Linked DNA regions of Oryctolagus cuniculus: region 1 is linked to region 2. Evidence: chromatin contacts called from public Hi-C data. All regions are on one chromosome and are shown on one strand. The core of a region is the stretch at or near the end of the contact, and the rest is flanking DNA. Distances in the headings are between cores, read along the strand shown. Region 1 holds the start of ITGA8 (integrin subunit alpha 8). Region 2 has its middle 32 kb from the start of FAM171A1.

Evidence for each region. Hi-C and Micro-C count contacts between places; a contact is called where the count stands out from the background.
Region 1: a contact with region 2 is called in a Hi-C map of embryonic fibroblasts, with 2.6 times the contacts expected there. The contact joins the promoter of ITGA8 here to the enhancer-like site in region 2. A contact is called at or near these places in 4 of 6 Hi-C or Micro-C datasets (ear pinna, embryonic fibroblasts, skin fibroblasts and 1 more).

What each region holds. Positions count from the first base shown.
Region 1 is chr13:41,808,030-41,814,054 of mOryCun1.1, forward strand. ITGA8 (integrin subunit alpha 8) reads right to left here and starts at 2,705. Exons shown (of 30, transcript XM_002717427.5): 1 at 2,268-2,705; 2 at 1,541-1,674. The coding sequence starts at 2,473.
Region 2 is chr13:41,502,520-41,509,187 of mOryCun1.1, forward strand. No RefSeq gene overlaps it. Among named protein-coding and RNA genes, the nearest start is that of FAM171A1, 32 kb to the left of the region's middle. Within about 2 kb of position 3,867, at least 3 of the 8 cell types and tissues checked have an H3K27ac peak or open chromatin away from gene starts, as enhancers often do.

The DNA of each region.
Region 1 (6,025 bases), core at 1,455-3,954, 300 kb after region 2:
AAAAGTATAATTTTTCCAATTACCGATACTAAAAATTGGTGGAAAATAACTGACTTATTTCAAAGAATGGTGAGTAGACTATTGTGAGCACATATAGACAGACATAAGGAGCATTTTCAAATGCTTTTATCAAATATTTTCCTAAGTTGTTCATAAATCAAGGAAGGTTGGCATAGGACTTTTTCTTTGAAATGATTTACATATGCATAAAACTGAAATTATTTTATTTTTAACATAAAAGGACAAAGTAACAGGTAGATATCACCTAGCCTTCATCGAACTCTGCAGAAATGGATACGTAAATGCTAATATCACAATAATTAAAATACAAAGAAATCGAGTACAATGTTGTAAAATTAGTGGTGCTTAAAAGGCATTGTAAGGCCGGCGCCGCGGCTCACTAGGCTAATCCTCCGCCTAGCGGCGCCGGCACACCGGGTTCTAGTCCCGGTCGGGGCGCCGGATTCTGTCCCGGTTGCCCCTCTTCCAGGCCAGCTCTCTGCTGTGGCCCGAGAGTGCAGTGGAGGATGGCCCAGGTGCTTGGGCCCTGCACCCCATGGGAGACCAGGAAAAGCACCTGGCTCCTGGCTCCTGCCATCGGATCAGCGCGGTGCGCCGGTCACATCGCGCTGGCCGCGGCGGCCATTGGAGGGTGAACCAACGGCAAAGGAAGACCTTTCTCTCTGTCTCTCTCTCACTGTCCACTCTGCCTGTCAAAAAAAAAAAAAAATTAAAAAATTAAAAAAAAAAAGGCATTGTAAATGGGTTGCCCATCAAAGGCCATTATTTGAGCTGGCATACTCACATTGTTCTGAGAAAAGATTATTTGTTCTCCAATAATGCATACCTTTTAAGTTCCTAAAGTTTTCATGCTATAGATTAAAACACTCAGTGTTAATGTTTTTGAAAGCATTACATTTAAATTATTTTCTCAGGACCCAAAGAGAAAACACCAGAGGAAACATAACCAGACTGAACTGTTTAAAATGTATTTTCCCTTTAATTAAATAAGAAACATCTGTCTGGGGATTTTAGAAATCAATGTAACCCATCCACACTCTGCCTGTACTAGTTTGCATCCAATGTCCAATATTTTGAAAGAAAATTCTTTCTTTCTGTAAAGAATTAAACAGCACCATGGAGTGATGTCTGGGTCTCCCTCTGGAGTGTGGGCACAGCAAGCGCCAAGGACCACTCTTTTCCTAGGTTTATCCTGGGAAAGCAACCAAAGGCTCTCCGTAGTCAGTGACGGTGTCATTTTTCTACTCCTGCGGAGCGTCCGCTCGCCCTGATCTCCAGACAGAAAGGCAACAGAAGTTCCCGGGATGCATCAAGCACACACGGACCAAACAGGAGCATGCTCCCTTCCCCAAGGCACACTAAAGGTTTCCCTCGCCTTCGCCCGGAGTTGAAAGAGCGGATTTCTCTAGGGATCTGGGCAGCCCACAGCACAGGCACAAAGAAAGGGGGAGGTGACTCCAGTACGGCTCTGGTTCCTTCCAACCAGGGCGCACAGTCCGGAGCGACAAACATCACTTACTGGTGGTGTCGAACGGTATCTGCTTGCACTGCGCAGCCCCCTCGGCCGGCCAAGGGCAGTAATAGACGGCTCCCCCTTCCACGATGTCGGGCTGGCTGGTGTTGGCTTTGGGCGCCCCCACCAAGACGCTGGCTCTGCGAAAGGGGTTGCAGAAGGTCACTCGCGGGGAGATCACCGCACGGCGCGCACGCCAGCCAGCCTCAGCGGCGGCCTGCGAGCTGAGACGAGAGCGGGGGTGGCAGGCAGCAGCCCATCTACCGAGAGGAGACTGTCAAACCTAATTTCCTCTTGGAAACCTGGTCTCGGAGAGGGTGCCAACAGCCCCAACTCCTCTCTAGGTGGAGCTCTGTGGCTACAGCGAGATGACAGGAGGGGGGCAAGGGGTCGCAGAGGACGGAACCCGGCTGCTTGTAGCCCACACCGTGGGCCAACAGATATCGGGGTCCTTGCTAACAGCTCGGGTCGATTGGTTCCCTTTCTCTGCTTTGTAGGAAGCACCGGTCTTTGTGCCCGGGAGCTGCCCGGACTCCGCGTTCCATGCAAGTGGCTTGTCTCCAGTTCAAAGTTTGCAAGGCACATGCAACATGCGAGGGGGCTGGGGGCGGGAGCGGGAAGGGACTTGGAATGCCAGACCGCCACTGCCATCCGGCTGCTGGCAGAGGGGCAGGTACCAGACCTGCGAGCCGGTTCGCCCACGCGCGCGGCTTCCCGCGGCCGAGTGACTTACGTGCGAGCGTCAGGTATGTGGAAGTCCACAGCGTAGCCGAAGTAGCTGCCCTCGGGGCCTCCGTACACCGTGAGCTTCTCCACGTCCAAGTTGAACGCCTGCGAGGCGGGGGACCACAGCATCCCCAGCGCGGCCGAGAAGCACCAGAGGCTCGCGAGCCGCTGCGCCAGTCTCCCTCTGGGACGGCGGCGCTCCCCGGCAGACATTGCCCTGCGCCTCCGGCGACTGATCACCGGGGACCGGCAGCTGAGAAGCCCGATGGGGCAAAAGACGAGGATGGCGTCTGGCGGTCCCCAGACGGTCCCGGGGCCGGTGTGTGCGGCGCGTCCTCAGTGACAGTCCCCGCGTCTGCTCCCGCCAGCCCGTCCCGCCGGCTCGGGGGGCTGGCCCAGGGGATCCGCGCGCTCGCCCTCCTCCCGCAGCGGGCGCGGGGCTGGCGAGCTCGCGGCGCCTCCTAGCGGCGGGTCCCCGGGCTGCGGGCCGGAGCTGGCCACTCCCGGGACACCGGAGCCTCCCGGGCGGCTTGGCGCCCGGCGCCTGTTCCGGCTGCCTGGATTTCTTTTGCCATCGCATCTCCAGGACCAGCTGGGTCTCGCCAGTGCCACCTCAAGCCATGATCCATGTAGGGCGAGGGTTTTGCTCTAAATGCACAGCTTGGCTGGAAGGTGAAAGTCGCAGGCAGGGTAAAGCTGTTATCTTTGCGTCCCCAGGTTCCCAGGTGTTCTAAGGTGTTTTAGTGGCAGATGTACACTTAGCAGGAATTTGAACAGGAGGCTCAGACTTGGGAATTGTGGTAGGAGAGGTGGAAGGAAAGTATTAAAGACACAAAGGCTGGGATTGAATGGAATAAAAGGGATTGGTTAGGGAGTGGTGAGAAATGGGGCTGGATGGCTCTCTGGCGGAGTCTTAATGAGAAGAACGTTTAGGGAGACAAAGGAAGCCAGTTCTAGAGCAGAGACAGGACAAGCCCACAGGGATTCAAGTTTCACGGCCAGGGTGGCCGAGATGGCAGTGGGAAGCTACTTGTTGAAAGGAAGAGAAAGCAAAGAACCTGTTTGCCTCAATGCATTGGGTCATCAAGACCCAATCTGGTCATCGGAAGGAAGGAAGGGGAGGTGGGAAAAGTAAGAGACAGGGCGGTGGGCCAGCACGGTGACAGAGGAAAGAGCCTGCAGTGAGTGTGAAGCTTCTACTCCGAAGACAAGGATGACAAGCCGCAGTGGGGGCAGGGTGAGCAGGTTTGGGAAGTGGGGGTGGATGAGATGCTGGCCCTGTGGACTGTGTGTTACTAGCCTGGGATCAGTACCAAAAAGCCAGGCTTTCTCATTTCCCTTACATCAGAACCCACTTGGTAGACTGATTTGAACTTGATGTCTTCACTCGTCTTGTTCCCATAAAAATACTAAAAATAAATAACTTATCAGAAGCTTCCCTGGCAAATCATCACGTCTGGATAATTTCCTAACTGGATCACTCTTTCCCAGATAAGGACTGAAGAGTAGATGATCTAAGACTTTCTATCCCAGTCCAAAAGTCCATCTGTATGGAGCACACGGTCCGCTACTCGCATCAGGTGGCAATTGTTAATGAAAGTGAGGGTCTCCGCTGTATGTTCCAATGCAGGATGCACATGTGGCCTACACGTGGGAATGCTTGGAGCTGTCAGGGACGCTGAGGCTAGGGAAGAACAAGTCAATCATTTCCTGACATGGCATGCTTGCAATTGGGGAAGTTATCATACTGCAGGCAAGCCACAGGTTTATGTGAAATGTCTACGTAGGTAGAAAGCAATGGCGTGACCCTAGACACGATCCTGACCCATATCATGACTGACTGGACAAAACCAGCTGTGCACGAGGGCACTTCAAAACGCTCTTAGAAAATGCAACCAAAAGATAAGCTTATTCTGGTGCAAATAAACATTGAAATCCATTCATATAAAATGGAAATGTGCGTTATGGAAACTGCATGGATTTCAAACACTGTTTTAAAGATTTATTTATTTATTTATTTGAAAGGCAGAGCTACAGATAGAGAAAGAGAGGTAGAGAGAAAGGTCTTCCATCCATGAATTGACTCCCTAAATGGTTGCAACAGCCAGAGTTGGGCCAATCCAAAGCTAGGAGCCAGGAGCTTCTTCCAGGTCTCCCACGTGGGTGCAATAGCCCAAGCACTTGGGCCATCTTCTACTGCTTTCCCAGGTCGTAGCAGAGAACTGGATCGGAAGAGGAGCTGCCAGGACATAAACCAGTGCCCACATAGGATGCCAGCACTGCAGGCGGAGGCTTAGCCTGGTACACCACTGGGATAACCCCTCAAACATTTTCTTACATCAAACTAAACTTACCTTTCAATTCCATTTTCCACAAGCTTTTGAGTGTCCCTCGTGTTACACTATGCTTTGATTCTCACAGGACAGCCCAGTTCCAGCGTACATGGTGTTTTTCCCCACTGCTTGCTTCTCTGACGTATTCCTTAGCTTTTTATTCTTTTTGTCCAAGATAGGCTAGGTAAGGGGAAAAGAATTCTACTTATTGTCACATGATTGGATATAGTCGTGATTTATTCTTGACTTAAACCTTTGTATAGTCTTCATATTTTCACTTTACATGCAAAGACATTAATAGGCAAGGAGGTGCATGCTCACAGAGCAAGTAATTGCTACAGTTGTACCCAGGCCTGTCAGTTGCTGGTTTCTCATGCTGTTCAGTCTATACAGAATACTTTTTTAAGCTATGATAATAAGGAGAAGTCACTTTTCTAGATGCGCTAAACTATTCTTGGTCATGCCTGTGAGCAGCACTGGAGTGGTAGCATAAAGCAGCGGTGTACTTTTCTAAAAAGCATGGGGAAACATCTGGTGGCACCTTGGTATCCTAAGAGTGGAGAAAAGCAATGAACTCAAGGCTCTTTGGCTTCTCTGGGAGGCCACGTGCCTGGGAGAGTAGCAAATCTTCCAAACAGCCAGAAACACACACACACACAACCCCCACTCCGGTTCTGGTCATTGCAGGGAAGGGGTGAGTCTGAACGGGTGTCTTGTACATTTCAGCACTCCTGACATTTGGGAAGCCTGCCAATCAGTAAGATCTGGGGTATCATCAGAGAAACACATGGACAGTGACAGGTCTCATGCCGGATGAGAAGCTTGACATTTTAAAGAACTACAAGCACTGATTTATCTGTCAGAAAAGCCAGTCTGGGCAGTGTTTATCGTGCATGCAAGTGTGTGTGTATGTTTCATACTGGGAAAGGTACACATGGCTGTTTCCCTAAAAAGAAAAAGAAAAGAACCCAAAGGTCAAAGATGGAACAGATTTGGCCCCACGTTCCAAAAATAAACAAGTAAAGAACACCACAGGAAAAAAATTATCCCTGCGCTGTAGACATGTGCAAAATACTTAAAAATAGGGATTCACAGAATTCACTGCATTGAAGCAGTGAGCACATACTTGTTAATGAAATATATTTATGACTTAATGGCCAATTATTTTTCTGATTATGATTTCATCGGTTTCACTAAATGAATAACTATGACTATCCCTTAAAATCAAGAGGTATGGGGTGGGAGGGACGTTATGGGGGGGAAGCCATTGTAATCCATAAGCCGTACTTTGGAAATTTATATTCATTAAATAAAAGTTAAAAAAAAATAAAAAAATAAAAATCAAGAGGTATGAGAGTACTGACATGATTATTTCATTAAGATAACCACACTTTCAGTATGCTCACTAAGCCATTCATAGAATGAGCAAATG
Region 2 (6,668 bases), core at 2,617-5,116:
GTACAAGATATTTATAACAAACACAAGTATAACTAAAGGCTTATTTGCCAAATATATGAAGAACTCTCTTAAATCAATATGAGCATATACCCCCATAGAAAAATGGGCTTGAATATATAGTTTTTTTTAAAAGAGTCCATATAAATGGTCAATAAAAATATCAGCATGTGTTCATCTCATTAGTAAGCAGATAAAGTAAAAGTAAACCCACAATGGGATTTTTCATAATATTCATTTTTTACAAACTGTTTGCAGTACCTTCATATATACCAGAATGGTCAAAATTAAAAAGATAGATATAAAATTGATGAGGAAGTAGAGCTATTGTATTTCTTGTATGCTGTTGGTGGGGATAGAAATCCCAAAAGTCACTGTGGGAAACTGTCAGCTTCCTCTCCAGCTGGGCCAGAGCAGCCCTTATGTCTAGGTGCCTAAGTCTTGGCCTTCCCTGAACAGTTCTGGTCTATATATACTTTCTTGGAAAGCTGTTCATTTTAGCATTTGTCCTGAACTTTTCCATTTTTTAAATGAACTTGTGTCATCTTTGTTGCTATTACAACACACAAGGTAAGGTATACTGGGTTACAACTTTATTCTTGCAGTTATGGCCATGAACTTGTCTAATAGCTTGGGTGCATAAATAGGGACTGTGACTTGTTTTTACTTTTTTTTTAAGATTTATTTTTTTTATTTACCTGAAAGTCAGATTTAGAGAGAGAGGAGAGAGGAAGAGGGAGAGAAAGAGGGATGAAAATGTTTTGGAAATAGATAGCAGTAATTATTATACAACACTGTGAATGCAAATTAGTGACACTAAGTTGTATGGTTAAACAGTAAATTTTATGCCACATCTATTTCACCATAAAAAAGTGCTATTCTACCAATCTAAATTGAAACTATGCTTTTCAGAATTTCATGTACACACAAGTAATCTCTCTATTTGCTGCCCACCACTCATCAGATTTTACAAATGTTTGAGTATTTGAATAATTACTTTGTTAGTCAGCCTAAATGTCCTGCAATAGTATTGAAAATTTTGGAAGAGAATCCTTGAAATTTGGTTGAATTTTGTTCAGAATCCATCAGAAATGTCAATCAAAATGTTAATCAAAAATTGAGCAACCAGGGTTGGCGCTATGATGTAGTGGGCTAAGCCTCTGTCTGTGGCGCTGACGTATGGGTACCAGTTCATATCCTGGCTGCTCCTCTTCCACTTCAGCTCTCTGCTATGGCCTAGAAAAGCAGTAGAAGATGGCCCAAGTGCTTGGGCCCCTGCACCCACATGGAAGACTTGGAAGAAGCTCCTGGCTCATGGCCCAGTCCAAGCCTTTGTGGCCATTTGGGGAGTGAACCAGTGGATGGAAGACCTTTCTCTCTGTCTCTCCCTCTCTCTATCTCTAACTCTACTTCTCAAGTAAATTAAAAAAAAAAAGAATCTCAGCATACTGCAATATTGAAAATCACGCTTGGAAACAGAAAGACATTAATATATGTCCTTATAAAATCAAGAGGGGAGAAGAGGAGTGAATCAACTAAATGATGAGAACTGAAGAACTGTACAAGATTTAATTTTGAAATTCTGAAGTTGTACATTGGACCATATTGACATATTTGATAGAATTCTTATTTTTAATTGAATGTATCTGTATTCTAAATCAGAAATTAATGGAAGGAATTGAGGCTTAAAATTTTGTTGCAAATGTATGTGGCAAAACACTTGAAAGAGTCGACACGACCGATTATGTAAATTTTGTATATAAAATATTTATTGGATAGAGACAAAAAGGTAGTATCTGTGGAAAATACTTGGTATAAATATTTATGCATTTCAATATGACAAAAACTAAGACTGAGATTATTCACGACTTAACAGATTTTGTTCTGAATTTGTAAGGTACCCCAAAACCTATTGAGAACATTTTCTGCATTAAGAATACATTCTCTGGGGAAAAAAATCTGTTGAAGGTGTTAGAGACCAAATTGATAAGCATAAAATGCAATTTTGATGAATTTTGCTAGCAATTTTACAAAAATATTAATAAGACCACATTAGTAGGTGTATTATTTAGCAAAAGGCTAGAAGTGATTAAGAACTAGTTATAAATGAATATATACTCAAAAAAGTTACTGTATTTTCAAAAGTATTCAGATTTTCAATATAAATATTCAAACAATTTTACTTTAATGTCTGTGGAATATGCTATTTTACTATTTTAGAAGGCATTTTACTCTGGAAATCAGTTTTTAATCCTTATTTTTTTTATGTCTACCAATTTATTAAACTGATTTGATGGTCAATAATTTCATGTGTTTTTTTAATCTTCCTTTAATCTCAAAGTACTCCAGTTTGGATGACTGAAATATAGGCTCACTCTTCTCACTCTTCTCTGTGACCAAGCAATTGTATTCCTAGGTATAGGCCCAGCTAAAATGCTTAAGACCACCCAAGACATCTGTAAAACTATACTGGAAACAACCAAGTGATTATGAGAACACAGAAAGGAGATAGTGCCCCCACAGAGTGGAACCCAGCTCGGTCTCCCGGTCTGTCCCGGCCATAGCTTTGCCAAGAGCTGAGCAGACTGCACTCCCGCCCTTGGGGAGCCGGGCCTGAGACCGCTTTACAAGGAGGAACGTTTTCCTCTCCAACAACAAAGACAGGTGTTTTTTTTTTTTTTTTTTTTTTTTTTTTTTTTTATAGGTAGAGTTACAGACAGTGACAGACAGTGAGAGGGAGAGACAGAGAGAAAGGTCTTCCTTCCGTTGGTTCACCCCCCAAATGGCCACTGCGGCCGGCGCTGTGACGATCGGAAGCCAGGAGCCAGGCGCCTCCTCCTGGTCTCCCATGAAGGTGCAGGGCACAAGGACTTGGGCCATCCTCCACTGCCTTCCTGGGCCACAGCAGAGAGCTGGACTGAAAGAGAAAAAGAGAAGTAACTAGGACTAGAACCCAGCGCCCATATGGAATTCTGGCGCCAAAGATGGAGGATTAGCCAAGTGAACCACGGCGCTGGCCCAAAGGCAGGTCTTAACTTTGAGCTCAACTCCTTCTCGTAGGGCCGTTAGCAACCAAATCAGCGCGCCACCTGCGGCTTCCCTGGGCAGACACGAGGCAGGGCTGTTCCCACACTCTCTCCGGCGCAGCACGGGAGGGGTCCCCCAGAAAGAAGCCCCTGCGCCTGGGACCCTGGCCGGGGCTACCGCTGCTGCTCCTCCTCAGGTCTTAATTCACCAAGCGAAATCTCCTTTCCTGGGAATTGTGTGGTTGGAGCTGAAAAACGTCTCGGGGGTGACGCCTGTTTTTTTCAGAGTCGGAGCTAGAGGGTTAGAGGTGCCGTGATTTGCACCGCGTGGTGGGCGGGCCCGCAGCACGCGCCAGGCGGCCGGGAGCGCATCGCGGCGTGGGCAGGGAGCCCACGCTGCAGTCGCCGCGCGCAGTGGGAGAGCTCACGGCGGAAGGAGGCAAAGCCACGAACCAGCGGCCGTCCCTAGCAGGCTGCTCTGTGGGCGCCTCCTGCCTGAAACCGTAAACCTCACTACTCGGAAGTAAGATACTGAGTGTTTTTCTGTGAGTAATACTGTCCCAGCGTAGTAGTTTGTAAAGATTTAATAGCTTAAAAAGAAAAAGCGCAAACACTGGAGTTCCTACAGCTGTACAGCTGTTACAGTATTACTGTTACCTGTGCAGCGTAAATGCTTTACTTGGTGTTAAAGAATAAGGTATAGTTCAGTTATGCGAGTTCTAAGCAGGCATTGTGCTTACGTTGTGTGTTTTACCTCAGCTACTTTTTGCCACATGTGAGTCCCTCTCTCAAGTTGCTGTGCAGGAGGAGCCAGGATTCGATAGATGGCGCTGCTGCACTGTCTGGGCGGATTTCAGTCTTGCTTAACTGGGACGCCGGCGCCACGAAATTTGTAACCGGTAAAAAGGACAGGGGTGAGGAAGGACACCAGCTCCCTCTCATCTCTAATTCTAGGCAGCTGACAGCTAGCATTTTACGTCTCACTTATCTAAATGCTCTAAAATTCTGTACCTGGACTTAACAGCAGTATTGTGAATATGTCTGTTCCTGGGGGCATTTATCTTTTTATTGTTTAAAGATTTATATATTTGCAAGGCAGAGTGATGGAGAGGTTGGATGGAGAGTGAAGAGAGAGAGAGAGAGAGAGAATATCTTCTGCTCCCTGCTTCACCCTTCCCCCGACACATCCTTCAAATGCCTGCATCAGCTGGGAGCTAGCCAGGCCAAAGCCAGGACCTCCATCAGGGTCTCCCCCATGGGTGGCAGGAACCAAGCACTTGGGCTACTGTCTGCTGCTTTCCAAGTACAGTAGCAGGGAGCTGGATCAGAAGCACAGAACAGCCAGGAGTTGACCCAGGCACTTGTGGGACGGTGGTGTCCCAAATGGCAGCCTAATGTACTTTAATAGAGGCAAAACATGTATCTTCAGTATGTCTCATGTGAAGGTGTTCTGCTAACATATTCTCTCTTGGTCTTACAACTTAAGTAGGTGAACCCTGTCCCCATTCTTTTGACACGTAAGACACGTCCAGAGAAGTTGTGTTACTCTGAAAGCTGAATTTTTACACCTAGAAAATTCCCTTTCAATTAAAAAAAATTACTGCTGCTCTGAGGGCAGGAGAAGCGGGTGCTCTAAGGAACAGGGCAGGATGCTGTATAGAAGGTGACAGAATGTGTGCTGATCTGGCTACGACATCTTTCTTGCCACCTTCCGGCCTGCCATTTGAGCTGGTTAGTAGGCATCAACTTACTCAATTTCCTTCTTTCTTCTGTTTTGTTAAGTATTTTTTGGATCCAAAACCAGATAGAAAATAATATACATGCACCCACCACTCTTACAGGACCTCACAGGACACGCCAACTCCCTAGGTGTTCATCCCTGTTGCGTTCACTGCCCTTGCTTTCTGATAGTTAGAGGTCAACTTTTCCATCTGTGTCCTTGTCACCTATAGTACTAAGTTTGTTTGCAGTTGGCTCTTTTTAAATGAAACATTGTTTTGGAAAATTTTCCGTATTTACACCTAGTTTATTTGTTTTTAAATTTGCACAGTGTTCCATTGAGTGACTTTTGCATGTTTTGTTTAAATGATTCTTCCTTTGATGTATACTTATATTGCTTTCAACTTTCCACTGTTGCTCACAGCACACATTCTTGTTTATGTGTGACATAGTCTTATAAACCTAAATATTTTTGTCTTAAATATTTCATAATAATCCAATATAAAATTTCAGTCTTGTAGCTTGTATTACTTCTTATAGAAGTTCAACAATTTAAAAATATTAGAACAGAGTTTTAAAAATCTATGGGGTGATTCTGCCTCTCAGAAATTCAGTTTTCTAAAAACCTAGAATTGGCATGGTAGGGTTGGAGGTGTGCATGTACCAGGGGTCTCCAAAAGGTTCATGGAAAAATGTATATTATGAAGAAACAATGCATGAATTTCAATTTTTTTATATCAAAACATTGAATTCCATTTTTTTCCACAAACTCTTTGAAGTATCCTCATATTCTACTTCACTTCAAAATGCCAATTGACTCTTTGTGGCAGCAGTTCCTAGTCCTACCCCCTGTGTGTGAGAGCACCCTTTGCCCATCACCTTCCTTAATCTCTCCTCCACTGTGTAAATTTTTCTTATTGAAAATTTCAAATATATACAAAACAGGGGAATAGAATAATTTCCTTTTATGTTCTATCATATTAAATAACATAAATTCCCTGAAGAATAATGTATTTATGCAGGAGTGACATTGTCAGGAGGAAGTTTTTTTTTTTTTTTTTTTTTGACAAGCAGAGTGGACAGTGAGAGAGAGAGACAGAGAGAAAGGTCTTCCTTTTGCCGTTGGTTCGCCCTCCAATGGCTGCCGTGGGTGGCGTGCTGTGGCCGGCGCACCGTGCTGATCCGAAGCCAGGAGCCAGGTGCTTCTCCTGGTCTCCCATGGGGTGCAGGGCCCAAGCACTTGGGCCATCCTCCACTGCACTCCCTGGCCACAGCAGAGAGCTGGCCTGGAAGGGGGGCAACCAGGACAGAATCTGGCGCCCCGACCGGGACTAGAACCTGGTGTGCCGGTGCCGCTAGGTGGAGGATTAGCCTGTTGAATCACGGCGCCGGCCAGGAGGAAGTTTTTAAAGGCGAAATGAGGAGGATTACATAAGGTATCTTGAAATAATCCTTGGCCAGAAGGATCAGTAGCAAGGGTGGCATCAGTCCAAGATTAAGCAGATAAATGATTGTTGGGCAAAGTCCTTGAAGCAGGATTGTTGTGTAAAGTTATGGTGGCCTTTGAGCAAAGTTGTGGTTCTGGCAGCCTTTTGTGAATAGTTCTTATTATCAAGCATATATGCATGAGATCCCTTCCTTCATAACCTCTCAGATTTATTTATTTATTTTTGGTTTGAGCCTCAAAAAAATTCCATTTTGATTCGGACAACTTTCTCAGTTCCTGCCTTTTTTTTTTTTTTTTTTTTTTGGACAGGCAGAGTGGACAGTGAGAGACAGAAGCAGAGAGAAAGGTCTTCCTTTTGCCGTTGGTTCGCCCTCCAATGGCTGCCGCGGCTGGCATGCTGCAACCGGCGCACCGCGCTGATCCGAAGCCAGGAGCCAGGTGCTTCTCCTGGTCTCCCATGGGGTGCAGGGCCCAAGCAC